Regions from separate parts of the Zea mays genome. Here region 2 is linked to region 1. A link is a contact called in public Hi-C data. All regions are on one chromosome and are shown on one strand. The core of a region is the stretch at or near the end of the contact, and the rest is flanking DNA. Distances in the headings are between cores, read along the strand shown.

Region 1 (3,581 bases), core at 849-3,348:
TACCATTTTCATATAAACTTTATTTTCATCCGATTTCATATGTAAAAGTTATGATTTTATAACTATATTATTATGCAGAAAAAGAAAAAACGGGTACCCGAATTCCGGGTACCCGTATCCGACCCGAATATCCGGTTCAGATCCATGTCTAATGTCGGTTCAGATCGAGTTGGACCGTGCCTCTCTAGTCGGGTTTTTTTAGATTGAATCGGGTTTTTTGGCTTTGGATCGGGGTTTTCGGGTTGAATCAGATTTTGGATCAAAAATTATGACCCGCTGCATTGGTCAGGTCGAGTCAGACTAGATTTTTAGGTAGGACAGGTCAGATCGGGTTGGTCAGATCGAGTGGCCCATAATTAGATCTAGTTGTACACAGTGTACGTGGTAGATTCTAGACCTTAGCAAATAAGATCCTGAAAAGATTATCAATCAAGATATCACGCACAGCTTTGAATGCATCATATGCGAGTGAATTATATATTTTTTTATTGTTTTTAACTGCTACTATTATATGCAACATATATTCTGGTTAAAACATTGTCATAAAAGTTGCAGACCTTTTTTTTAATGTGGAACTAGATTTTTTTATTTTAGTGCCAACATAGTAACTGTACAATACAATGTGAGCGAAGCAAACCATCGCTAGCACTGAGACTCCCCCCCCCCTCCCTGCCCCGTGCAATCTTTTTTGACAAACATTTTCATGTGCATAAATAATTGTAAGCGTGAAAAAAAATCAATTTGCTACGGGTAGCTGGTACTTTAGGAATCTTGCTAAACGGCACCGGTACATGAAAATTGAGAAACATTTTTACATGTGCATTTGTTGTGTGTCCTGTACCAATAGCTACACTTTTAATAAATTCCACTATCTCGCTTCTTTTTTTTCAAAAAACACTATGTATCGCTGAGCAGAAGTCAAATAAATATTATTCCACAGCAAAAAAACAGAATTATAAATAAATATTGGTTAAACGTGGCTAAATAAAGAAGATGGTGGTGATGTGGTCAAACTTTTGGGAAAAAATGTATTCTCCGAAATTTAAACCAATCAATCCGACCATATCCGCCAAACAGCCTAAACACCGTGAAAAACTGTACAGGATTAGCAAAATATCACATGTGACGCACCAAAACATGTGTCAGCGTCAGCGCCGAACATCCCCGGCTGGGATTCGAGGCACGGAAGGACAAAAGGGAAGTTGCTAGCGAGTTCAACAATGTCATCCGGTAGCATCTACAATGCTTCTAAATCTGTGATACGTCCGAGGTCCTCCTAACAGTTGGTTTTGCCTTTCCGCGTTCCATCATTTCCTAATGCAAATATACACGATTTTTACTAGGTTCAAAGAGAAGGGGAAAAAAAAAGCTTTGCGCTAATCATGGCTGCATTTTCGTCAGGGTAGCAAAGCAAAGGGAAGAAAAATAACAACGACGACATTTTTCAGTCATCCCCCCCACCAAAGCATTAGCATCCCAGCTGGCAGCTACTGCGTGTTACGCTCAATCCACTAATCGCTTTATGAATCCTCACAAGCAAGGCACCGATTCACAGTCTATGCCCCCAAATTTTTCGCGAGTTGCACAGCGAATTGCGCCAGGTCGTAAGGGAGTCAACAGGGACCGATCTTGCGCGTCAGAGAAAACAGGAACGAAATCGAGCCATTGAATTAACATCAATGGATGCATGTATTAGACCACTAGCCTGTCGCCAAGCAGAGAAATCCGCTTATAAGTTTTATATATAACCGATGGGCTGGACGATGTAGAGATGCGGATTCGATTGCGCGCACAGGGATGAGATCCCACGCAAGTACGCAACACAGTTCAAGTAACCATCCATCGAAGCAAGATGAGGAAGGAGGCTTACCAGAAAATGGAAACGCCCGCAGGCCCGGACGGATCTCCACTCCACGCGATTCAGCCGAGAGGGCAACGACGAAGACGAACGAGGAAACACGCGAATTACTTCGAGATGGATGACGTGCTCCGGCGGCGGGATGCCGGAGATGCGACCGCTGGCGAAGTGGACGTGCGGCGGCGATGGTGCTGCCTGGCGTGGCGCGGGCGCTGCCGAAGTGCAGAGGACGACGATGGTGTGTGTGTCTGTGTGTGAGACGGACTGAGACCGTGTGAGAGTTGCTTTGAGGCTAAACGGGGCAGCAGAAGGGAGGACGTGGAACTGGACCCAGAGAATTTAAGCGGGCTAGGCCGGGCCAGTAGAAATCCTACTGGGCTTACAGAGGCCTCACTGAACCACCCTGTTACATTACTGGGCCTAGGCTTGGCTATAGATTTTGAACTCTTTCGCTGCCGGCTTGATCAAACTAGTAGTGTGTCGTCTGCGCTAAAGCTACGTTAAACTACAAAACATGATAAAATTTATAAAATAAATAGCTATATCTATTAATATTAGCGTATTATACATAGTACAACTAAATATTTATGTGACATAATGAATATTATCTCTATTTCTTTATTGTCGCATTTTTGTTGAAAAATAAACTAGCAGACTCAAGAGATCAAGTAGAGACTTCATAGAGGAGCGGTTGGGTGCTTTGAATCTACCTCAATGTGGGCTATGGGTGACCGGCAAGTCATTGACACCACGAGAAAAATCATTGTGTCAAGTGTTGTCAACTCCCCGTTGGTTTTCAACTTTCCTCACTAGCTTGTATTTACTTGTTCATATGCTTATGCTAGTGAGTATTTGTTGCTCTTGTATATCTAGTCATACTTGTTGTAAAATAATTACTCACTTGTTAGCTTGTGTAGCTGATCCATTTTGCTTAGCTTGTGTAGCTAAGTAGTTGTTTCTCTCTCGTTGTGCTTGTGTAGTGCAACTAGTGAGTTTTGCTAGTAGTGGCTTGTGCTTTGTGCGCTTTGCTTAGTAGTATGGTTAGGAGCTCTCGGTGTGCTTAGAATTATAGTTGCATAAGTTTGTATGATCTTGCTAACTAGATTTAGGTGGGAGAGCTCTTTCACTAACTTGGCACCTTAGTTGCTTCGATTAGAATCTTTTGTCAGGTGTTTGTTATAGTTAAAGGGGTACAGTCTTGGCTAGACCAAAACAGTATTAATTCCAAATTTATTCGTGTTAGCCAACATAATTAGTTTTAGAAAGAACTATTCACCCCCATCTAGTCCATCATCTAGATCCTACAAGTGGTATCGGAGCCTGGTTCTCTCATTTGGTGGCCTTAACCAACCCGAGAGTAAGTAGGATGGCGACTAAAGGTATAGTGGTTACTTGTGATCCACACATTTGGCACACACTTTGCACAGAGGAAAGCTTGTAAGAGTTATTATTCCCGTGTTATTGATGCGAAATTATGGTGGATTGTGAGTGTTGGCTTTTCTAGTCCCTTGGATGAGAAAACAAAAGATCTCACCCAAGCCAAAGATAAATGCTTACATCTTGAATACCAAGATACTAACATTTTATATCAATGGATAAGTGATGAGGTGTTCAAGGAAATTATGTATATGAATACCGCTGATGATATTTGGACATAACTTGATGGTGTATATGGGAGGATCTCTAACGAGGATGTTGAGCACATCCACAACATAGTGGTTGT
Region 2 (3,191 bases), core at 595-3,094, 290 kb after region 1:
GGTCGGAATTTATTAATATAGCGACACGAAGACCTAGCCCTATCATCACATCAGCCTCCTTTTTTGCAGACGGCACTTTCGGATATACTAGGATATATTGTGCGTTAATGATGATTGCCATTCCTCTCAGTCTCGCATTTGTTAACAGCTGTGAGTTGAGAGGTGACATTCCATTAGTCAGAAACAGCTTCCCCGTTGAGCACTTAAAAACATTGCTGGGCTGGGTATATGGAAGCTTCACAGCAGCGAAGGAATTAACACAAAGAAACAACAGAAACGAAGAAAGCCGTTGCTTCAGAAATCAAGTGTGCAAGCGGTCCAGTTTACGCGGTGGTAATGGTGTTCATATCTTTTCGTAATTGACATACACAACCATTATATTGGTGAAAAATACATGCAGCTCCTGTCCTCAAGACTCGGGCAGAGGCGCAGAGCACATCCTTCTAATGGTGTATACATATGCTTTCCCTGTCTATCGTGGCCATGGACTTTGCAATACCATAGATACCATACGAAAACACGAAACGGGAGAAGCAAGGAAACGTTACAAATCGTACATGTGGATACAACACTAAAACAAGCGTTCCACACAGCTAGCACGGCACTGATCACTGTGCCTGATCCCGTGGAGTGAAGCGGTGAACGGTCCGACCCACAGGACAACTGAACTGAACTGAACTGCACAGGCGGCGGCGGCAAGACAGAGGAACTGGTGAAGAAGAGGCCGGTGGGTTCAGAAGAAGGAGCGCTTGGTGGAGGGCGCCCTCCCCACGGCCCTCATGAAGTTGGCGAGCTCCAGCACTCGCGCCACCTTGGTGCCCCGCTTGGCCTCCGCGGACGCGCGCTTCTCCTCCGCCTTCCGCCGCGCCTTGGCCACCTCGTTCTGCGCCTTCTCCATCGCCTTGGCACGCTTCTCCTCAAGCTTCCTCTGTGCCATACAACATAACAACACTGACGATATCAGAACTGGGCAATCCAGATACATGATTAGGGGGGGTTTGCTGGGTTTTGAAGCTATAGACCCATGGATATTAATTACCTCGTACTTCTTGAGCCACGCGCTGGCCTTCTCGACCTGGTCGCCCTCCCAGCCGTTGATGACGACCTCCTCGCGCTTGAAGCGGTTGTTGACCTTGGCCACCTCGGCGACCTGCCACGCGGCGATCTTGGACTCCACCTCCTCCTTCCTGACCTGCCCCACGGACACCCCCCCGCCTTCGCGGCTTCCGTGCCCGTCGGCGGCCACCAGCGCCGCCGCGTCGGCGCCCGGGGCGGCGGGCGGCGGGCCCCGGCGCGGCGACGGGATGGGGTTGCTGTCCGGCACGATGGCCAGCGGGTTGGTCTCCTCCAGCTCCTCCTCCTCCTCCTCCTCGGCCCTGCCCACGACGTCGCTGCCGGCGTCACGGCTGTCTGCTGCGGCGCTGGCTGCTGCGGCGACCATGGCCGAGAACTCCCTGGTCATAGTCGGGAAGGGCTCGCTGGGCGCGGTGTCGCTCCCCACGGAGCGGACGGACGTGTGCCTGCTCCCGCCCGCGGCGGACCCCCACGGCTCGCCGCCGCGCGCCCGGCGGTACGACGACGGCTGGCTCGGCGGCGGGCTCAGCGCGTGGATGTCCCTGAACTCCTCCTCCTCCTCCTCGTTCTCCGCCACCGGCTGCAGCCACCTGTCCTGACGCTCGACGCCGCCGCCGCTGCTGCTAGTGCTAGCCGCCGTCTGCTCACTCAACATGTGGCACGCCGCTTCCTCCCTCTTCGTCGACGCTAAGTCTCTAGCGGCCGCGAAACCATCTGCCGCTATGCTGGTCAGCTACCTGGTCGAAGGGCTTGGCGCCGCCGGGTGTGCGGTGGTGGTGGTGGTGGTGTGTGGTGGGTAGGATGGTGGCGGGGGCGCGCCTTCTTAAATAGAAGCCGGAGGCGGTGCCTGGCCAGCGCCCACCACACTAGCGTAGGGCGGCGAACCAACAGAGGAACAGATTGGTGTTATTTTACAGGACCATTGGCCGTCCTGGATACTTATTTCCCAAATTTCACGTCCATTTCTCGCGGCTTTTTCGTGACCTTCGTCTCGCTTTCCCGGCACCGGAGCAAACTGGCGTTTTTTTTTTTGGGTGTGTGGGGTGGGAGGGGCACGGGTCGCGTGGCGTGGGCAAAGTGCGCTGACTCACAACCGATCAGTGCCTGAGTTTTCATGTTATCTTCTCCCGGTTAGATACGCCTGCGCGCACGTCAAGTTGTTTTCGTTATCGATGTGCAATGGGCAGGTATCATTGGTGGCGACCATTCCAGTGCTTCCGGTAGCGGCGGTGCAGTGTGCGGAGATATCATATCCGAGCAAATTGACACACGACTGAATTAAAGCCACTCTGCGGTGATTATGCATGCTGACCGAATTCCAGTCGATTTTAGCCTCTCGAGCAAGGGTTTGTAGCCCTCCACAGCTGATGATAAGGAACAAACAAGAGGAGGAGGACCTCAGCGGAAACAACTCTTTACCACATACAGCGCCGGTATGATTTCAGATCGTTATCAATCTTATTAAACTTTCGTTTGACCGGGGCGGACAAATTTTTGTGACGTACGCCTCCTCCTATTCACGTACCAGCCGGATAGAAAGAAAAGAGAGAGAAAGGGATAGATATTCCGTTATTATGGGTGGGGGATTAATTAGAGACGTGGTCGGCCGCGGCAACACACGTCACCGTCACACGAACACGATCAGAAGAGTGGGCTTGCTGTGACGAAATTGACCGCGTGCACTGACGGGTGAAACATGACGGAGACGGACGCAGGCGGAGGCGGTGGGGAATTAGCGTTAACCCCGCGTGGGGGCCCTGATAGCTCTGCTGCGTCGATGTGATAATTAATAATAAACGGCGCCCATTACAAATAAACCGGTAGACGTGGACAAGGCGTGGGCTGGGCCTGGGCCCTGCCAATATCGAGGGAGATACGTCTGGTGGAAGCATCTTTTTTGCGAGCGAGAGTCTGTGGCGTGCCATCTAAAGATGGCAACCGTTAAAAACTCGTTAGGTATTACTTGCTCAAATTTATATCCGCGAAGAAAAAATACGGCTGCTAAAAAACTCATACCCATGACGGATATAAAATTTGCCTAAACCTATACCTGTGGGGATTTCGGGTACCCAACGGGTTTTCCATACCAACTAACACCAACATAAAAAATAATTCAC

What was found. Hi-C and Micro-C count contacts between places; a contact is called where the count stands out from the background.
Region 2: a contact with region 1 is called in a Hi-C map of ear, with 1.7 times the contacts expected there. The contact joins the promoter of LOC100284456 here to the promoter of LOC100279470 in region 1. A contact is called at or near these places in 6 of 25 Hi-C or Micro-C datasets (bundle sheath, ear, leaf and 1 more).

What each region holds. Positions count from the first base shown.
Region 1 is chr7:167,686,069-167,689,649 of Zm-B73-REFERENCE-NAM-5.0, forward strand. It overlaps LOC100279470, which reads right to left and starts at 2,099. Exons shown (of 4, transcript NM_001360975.1): 1 at 1,871-2,099.
Region 2 is chr7:167,971,446-167,974,636 of Zm-B73-REFERENCE-NAM-5.0, forward strand. It overlaps LOC100284456, which reads right to left and starts at 1,845. Exons shown (of 2, transcript NM_001157351.2): 1 at 1,040-1,845; 2 at 326-928. The coding sequence starts at 1,729. The coding sequence ends at 734.